2 separate regions of the Gossypium arboreum genome follow, and region 2 is linked to region 1. A link is a contact called in public Hi-C data. All regions are on one chromosome and are shown on one strand. Each heading gives the region's core, a stretch centred on a gene start, on an enhancer-like site or on the middle of the called end of the contact. The rest is flanking DNA. Distances are from core to core; before and after follow the strand shown. Region 1 holds the start of LOC108456596 (choline-phosphate cytidylyltransferase 1-like). Region 2 has its middle 13 kb from the start of LOC108487466.

What was found. A called contact is a pair of places that touch in the nucleus more often than the background predicts.
Region 2: a contact with region 1 is called in a Hi-C map of leaf, with 2.6 times the contacts expected there. The contact joins the enhancer-like site here to the promoter of LOC108456596 in region 1. A contact is called at or near these places in 2 of 5 Hi-C or Micro-C datasets (both in leaf).

Annotation. Positions count from the first base shown.
Region 1 is chr7:13,856,079-13,859,776 of ASM2569848v2, forward strand. It overlaps LOC108456596 (choline-phosphate cytidylyltransferase 1-like), which reads right to left and starts at 2,148. Exons shown (of 8, transcript XM_017755146.2): 1 at 1,814-2,148; 2 at 1,403-1,516; 3 at 781-876; 4 at 539-581; 5 at 298-453; 6 at 142-222. The coding sequence starts at 1,938.
Region 2 is chr7:14,076,446-14,080,143 of ASM2569848v2, forward strand. No RefSeq gene overlaps it. Among protein-coding and RNA genes, the nearest start is that of LOC108487466, 13 kb to the right of the region's middle. Within about 2 kb of position 1,861, at least 1 of the 2 cell types and tissues checked has an H3K27ac peak or open chromatin away from gene starts, as enhancers often do. A contact at or near this core is called in leaf, where this site is marked.

The DNA.
Region 1 (3,698 bases), core at 898-3,397:
TCAAGTGCAATCAAAAAGCTAAAATCGCTATAAAGTGAGCATGGTGTAATAGTTTCCAATCATACAGCTTATGTGATACAAGCATAACAAAAAAGGGAACAATCATTAAACTAGATCAACCTCACATGAGAGTGAACATACCTTTTCTCCCACTTTTTCTTGTTGTTCCTTAACTTTCTCTTGTAGTTTCTTCAGTCTCATATTCACTCTCAATCTCTTTTCCTGTTGACATTAAAAAGGAATATCAAGGAAGGAGCATTCTCAACTAAAACAAGACATTCAAGACAGAGATCTTACCTTCACATAGCTAACTCCAAGCTCTTTCCTAGAATACCCACGGTCCAAGTTACGCAGCACGTATTGGTTATAATCTTTAACAATTCTCATTATGATATCTGACGTAGAAATCCCATCAGTTCGTTTTGTTTCCTTGAACTTCCCAGCAGCTTTAACCTGAGAGCATGAGGTTGCTTAATAAAATGCAAAATTTTAAAGCACCAAATACAACAAGTGGGCAGGATTGTCTCAATAAACTTACAAATTCGTACACATCATTCGCAGCTCCACTGGCATCAGCATAGCTGTAAACGGTTCATGGCAAAGTGTAAAGACTACATGAATATTTTAATGCTGGGTATTTACATATTTATCTGGAACTAGAAAGTAGTAGGAAATTTTATACAATTAGGCCCTTGGTTTTTATTTATATATTTATTTTCTTAACACCCTCACAGTCAACATTAATAATTTAATCTCAAAGCAAGAATTGTCTAGCCTTACGGAAGTGAATCATGAGCCACGTAGTCAATATTGTGTTTATCCAGAAATTCTTGATCGATCACCCATGGAGCATCAGGAATGACTTCATCAACCCACCTGTAACAAAATAAATAACGAAGTCATTCAAAGTGAATCTATATTTAAGGTTTCACTAAATGAATTAACAGTTATTTTGAGGAACAAAGTTAATTCACATTTTGCAAAGCAAAAATGAAAAATCTTATTGTAAGAGAAGATAACTGATTTACTTCAAAGTGTAAACAAAAAGTTAAGTAAATCTATATTTCAGGTTCCACTAGATTGCAGCCTTTGCTAAAGGAAATTTACCGAGATTTTACTTCCTAAAAGCAATAATTGATTAAAAGAAAAGAAATAACACAACATCAAATTCTAACATAATTATTCCGTTGAATAGTAAAATTAAGCCTAATCCAAAAATTTTACAATTTTAATTCTTCAAATCTACTACTTTCACAACGAAAGGAAAATTTTCTTGAAAATCTCAAAAGCAAAACTCAAGTAGCAAAAGCAACAACCAAACTATACCTCAAATATGCATCCTGGGTGATCTTTTTTTTTATAATATTTTCAGTAAAATAAACAGAGTGGCTGAGAGTTATACTTGCAATGGCGAAGGGATTCATAACGTTCTGATTCGGTCATAACAGTTTTGCCCTTGTACTTGTGTGTTGTTTCATCATTGCAACATCCAACCAGCAAATACGTATTGGGAAACCTAAAATCTCACAAAATTGAATCGCATAATCAGGGAAAAAGCAATCCAAGCATGAAGTTGTGGATATACAACATCAAGTAAAAGCATCTTTTATGCAAACAAACATAATAAAAATTTAAAAAACTTGACATAAAAAAAAAAAACCCAGAAAAGTTACACAGATAAAAAATAACCAAACATGAAGATTTTGAAAGAAATCCATTAATCACGGGAAAATTCGAAAGATACCCAGAAAAGTAATAAAATCAAACATAGAAAAAAGAGAGAGAGAGAGAGAGAGAAGGGATTAAAACGGACGATTTCTTGGCTTGTTCGAGGGAGCGAGCGTGGCCGAAGTGGAAGAGATCGTAGATCCCATCGGCGTAAACACGGACAGGGCGATCGGGATCGGAACTGTTGCTATTATTACCGTTGTTGCTCATGGCGGAGATTCTAGAATTAAGAAAAAAGGGAAAAGGAAATTGGGAGTTCTGTTATTTCTTCTGTCTCATAATAATAAATAATAATACTAATAATAATATAAATTGGATTTCGGCTTTCCTCTGAACCCACAGCCTGGCTGAGAATGCATACGCGCTTCTTACGCTTCTATTTTACTTATTTCAATTTCTTTTCCTCTTTTACTCTTTGCGTTTATAATTTAACCTTGACTTAATACAGTCTTATATCATTTTATTAACTTGGGTTTAAATTTTTTTACCCCCTTCATTCTCAAATATTATAAAAAATTTATCAGTTTAATCCTTTAAATGTTAAAAAACTGATTAAAATATCCAATTAATCATAAAATGCTATGTATCAAATGATATTATCATTTTATAAAGTGGATGTTGAAAGGATTAAGTCTCAAAGCCTCAATGGAATGTGTCCTATGTGAGGATTTTGTCTCCTGCACTTTGAGGAGAGCCCGAATGGCTCACAGAGTATAGAGATTACTTAGGTATGCTAAGGTAAGGTATAAAAGCCTTTATTGATGGTTCAATCTCTGGCAGCCACATTTTGCATTATTAATATTTCTAACAATATTGAAACCTTCCCGTGATATTGCAAGTCATATCTATATCAATCGAGGTGTTCTCTATACTCTGTGAACCCTTCAGGCTCTCCTCGGAGTACGAGAAACAAAACCTCCATGTAGAATAATACATTCAATTGAGGATCTGAGACTTATTATTCCAAAAGTGAGAATAAAGTTCAACATAGAGACGCAAAATCGAAGACAATTAGAGAATTTACTATCTACATAATGAAAAGATGTTGTGAGAAGTATCAAAGAGAATTGATAGAGAAGGGAAGGAGCCAGACCTTCACGAGAATCATGAAAAAAATATTGGTAGATTTGGCGAATATGTCCTTGTTTGAGAAGGATAATAATGGTGAAGGAGTTTTGTGCCCAAAACAATCTTAAGCTTCAAAAGAGTATTTTTAATTTTAATTTTTGGAGAGATCAAATTCTACTTTTATTTTTATTTTAGGGGCATGTAATAACTATTTAGGATATTATGTATATTTTTTTAAAATTAGAATTTTTATTATGTTTTGTTTTGTTTGAATCTTTATAGGTTTACCACATGTTTGGAGTCAAAAATTGTCCAAATCATTTGTGGAGAAGTAGTTGCCTTTATTTGTAGATTCGAGCTTAAATCGAAATACCCTTCTCTAACCTTTAAATATGAGGATAATGCGCTTCAACACACTTGAATCCATGTCCTCTTACACTGACAACAATGCCAATGCTAGTCGAACTAAGATTCAATCAACCTTTTCCATATACTTTTAAATATTGAAGACAATGTTTGATTTTATTGCGAGGGGGGATTTTGGAATGTTTCATGCATGTTTTCTATATTTAGTAATTTTTGTTCAATTTTTAAAAATTTTCATGTTTAGGTTTTACATGTACTTAGAATTTTTTTTTTATTTGAGGACATTGGACGTGATTGCAAAGTAGGTAGCATGAGAGCTAATGTTATTGAATATGATAAGAAAGCATGCTATGTATTGTCCATAAAATAGTCCTTGGAGTTTCTATCGTTAGACTGTAACAGACTTTGAATTATTCATTTTCCGCTTTCGTGGTCATATCCTAAATTTGTGATTTTCTTTGGTAAATGTTGCATGTCTCATAAGATGTGCATAGATTTGTAATAGACCATAAATGAATGATTAACTTTTTTGTATA
Region 2 (3,698 bases), core at 611-3,110, 220 kb after region 1:
ATTCCATCTGTCTCAAAATATTCCAAAATTTATGCCTTAAAATTTGGTGGAATTGTCTTGCAGATTTTACCAATCCAATTTTCTTATTTTCATAATTCAATTTGCCCCTCAGCAAATATTTAAATATATAAAATCCTATTTTACATTCATCTCAATATTTTGGCAGCAAGGAATGAATTAGAAAAAAAATACATGTAAATGATTTTTTTTTATAATTTTCATGAATTTCTTAAAATATTAACTGTAGAACAAATAAAAGAAACATTAAATACAATTTTTAACACATTAATTGTTGGCTATAAATACAATCTTCACATTAAGCTTTACTATAAATAACCATAATTTTTTATACAATAAATAACCACAATTTAAATGTTTTTAGACAAATCAAATATTACAATATATATTTACTTATATGATGTCACTCTTAATTGTGATTATCATTAAAAATTATGGTAATTTGTTTTATTACAACCGGTAATTTGCAATGATCAACCAACCAAGATTTCTAAATAATATAATTTATAATAGAATTATTGAACAAATAAAAGAATTCCAATAATTTTTGGGTTTTTATTTAAATAATATAAAAAATAATTATGAAAATAAGGCATATTATAAATTACGTGAATGGTATGCTTTTTAAAGTAAATTTAAGTCACATTTTAGGTGAAAGAATTTTTTAAATGATGTCACTTTTTCAGAAGTTCAAAAAATGAATATTTTCTTTTAAATACTAAACAATACAATATAAGAATAAAAAATTTATTTTTTTAAACTGGTGTTGTTTAAAATATTGACAGCACGGGTTGAGAATTTAAAAAAAAATGAAATGAACTAGCTGGTTAAAAAAATGGAAAAGAAAAAAAAACATAGGCCTTACCTTAAATAGCCTCATTAACCCTTAGATATTCACAGCCTCAAGAACCCTTAAAGACTTTGAAATCTGTTAATTAAGCCATAAACCTGTTCTAAGATCACTACCATTCCCTGCAAAATACAACCATAAAAACCCCATAAAAGTTCATGTACAACAATATAGGCATGTTTGATAGTTATCACAGTTAGGTTGAGTTTGGGTCGGATCTTAATAAAATTTTAAACTCAATTAATAGGCTTAAACTTGAAACAGTCTGAATAAAAATGTTAAAATTTGAGTCCGACTCGATCCGTTTGTATTAATTTTTTAAACAAAATTATATAAAAATTTAAAATATATATAATACACCAAATACACTAAAAATATTAAAATAAATATTTCCCAACAAATTAAAAATAATTTTTTTAAAAAAGTTAACAAGCAAATACTTTTAAAATAGTAGCAAAATTAACAATAAAATAAGTGTTATACACTATTCAAATATTAACAATAAAATAGTAACAACGTAATAGTGAAATAGTAACAAAACAATGACAAAAAGTGGGAACAACATCAAAACATGAAAAAATAACAGCAAAATAGTAGGATTTTTTTATTATAAATTCAAGTTAAGTCAGATTTGGACGAAGAAAACATTACCCAAAGCCTGGCTTATTTTCTAAACTGGTCTTAGTTTTACCTAAGCTCATTTTTTGAGCTTATATTTTACTTAAACCCTCTCATCTTTTGGGCAATCCAACCTGACCTATGAATAGTTCTAATCACAACAGTAGTGGACGCGGGACAGCAAGGATAACAATGGCAGAGGCAGTAGAAGGGGCAAAAGGTTCAACTACAGTAAAAGGAAAGGAGGACTTCGTTTCAGGAGTAGAAAGATGTGAATAAAAAAATTTAATGTTAAGGAGATCCTTGAAGGATCCAGTTTGACTATTTCGAGTTCGATGGGCCTCAATATTTACCCAATCTAATTGGACTTTGAAAAGCATATCTAAAGCCCATTACAAACTAGACCAGTCGGGCCATTATTAGTTGTGGGTTGGGCCTTCTATAGATAATACCATACTCCCTTTTTTTTATTTTTGAACTCTCAATTCTCAATTGTAATTATTTGAATATTTGTGTCTTGAATTTTTTTGCAATTTTAAATGTCGATATAGTTTTATTTTTCTATGTTATTGTGATTTGTGATATGGTTTAAAACAATATTTATAACAATCTTAAAAATATATGTATAATATTTTATGTCATATTATCAAATTATCTTACATTAATAAAGAATTAAAGTATAAGGAAGTTATAAAATTAAAAAATTAGAAAATTTTAATTAATCATTATTGTCAAATATTTTGGCTTTTTAAAATTGTTTTCACATAAATTATTATTATTATTATTTGTTTTTAAAATTTTAATTAAAATTATGGATTTTTTTATTTTAAAAGAACATGAATTATGTTTTGATTTATCGGTTTTAATTTAAAAAGTAAATACTTCCATATTTTGTGACTTCAATTATGGAGCTACTTAATTTTGGAATAACATTTTAATTTATATGAAAAAGCTTTATAACTATACAAATTTTGTTCTACTTTGGAAATATTTTTATATTCTTATGGCTTGGATTCAATGTGCAAATATTTTGTAGTATTTAGGTGATATAATTTGATATTGTTAAAGATCCTAATTGTAAAATGCCTAGAATTACTAATAGTCCCTATTCAACTCTTAAATAAGGAAATAATGCGTTTCAGCTCACTCGAACCTACGTCCTCCTGCACTAATAACGATGCCAATACCCATCAAACTAAAACTCAATCGACAAAACCCTAATTATTTAACGAAATGTTAATTTTATGATAATAACGACTTAATCGTTAATTATAGTTATTTTTTAGATGACATGTTATAATTTGATATTTTTAATATTTTTAATTTTAAATTAGTTAAGTGTATCAATTTACATGTATCCTATTATTAAAACTAATATTCATCTTTAACAAGATCAATTATATTCCAAACTAACATGAGTTTTATATCTACATATTTTAGTTGTTTAATTTGAATAATTGTCTTCCACAACATTTGTGCATGTTTAGAATTTTACAAATATATTATATTTTAAATATTTTATACAAAGTAAATCCGTGTATTACACCAGATAAAAATTTATATATATATATATATATATATATATATATATATTATAATAAAATTCTCTTGTATATATGAAAAGTTTGAGTTTTAGATTATTTCTTTGCTTCACAAATGATCAGTCTATTTAGTTAACAAATTTAATATTAAAATATTAATTGGGCTACTTTTTAATGCACATGAAATTATTATTTTGTAAATTCTAAATAATTTGAAATTTTCAAAATCATATACACGAAACCAAATTTTTATAGCTATTTACATGTTGATATGTGTTAACCTAATTTAGATAATAAATTAAAATATTAATAGTATTTTTATTAAAAGATTACAAATAAATTTAATATTATTAAATTTAATTACTTCATTCGTTTTACCTTTTAATTTAGTTTTAAAAAATATAATGATATTTTAAATAACTAATATTTTACACATACTTTTCATTGGTTAACTTTTTCCAATTGCAATTAAGTAGATGTTTTTCTTCAAAATTACTTCTTAAATAATAAAATTCAATTAAGAATCCATCAAAATATGTCAAAACTGTTCATTTTAATTTCAAATATCTCTTCAACAACCTAAATTTCCAAGGTTAATTTTGTATTCCATCTATTATTATATTAATTTTTGCAATAAAATTTCCAAAATTTTAGATTTAATCTTTTTTTTT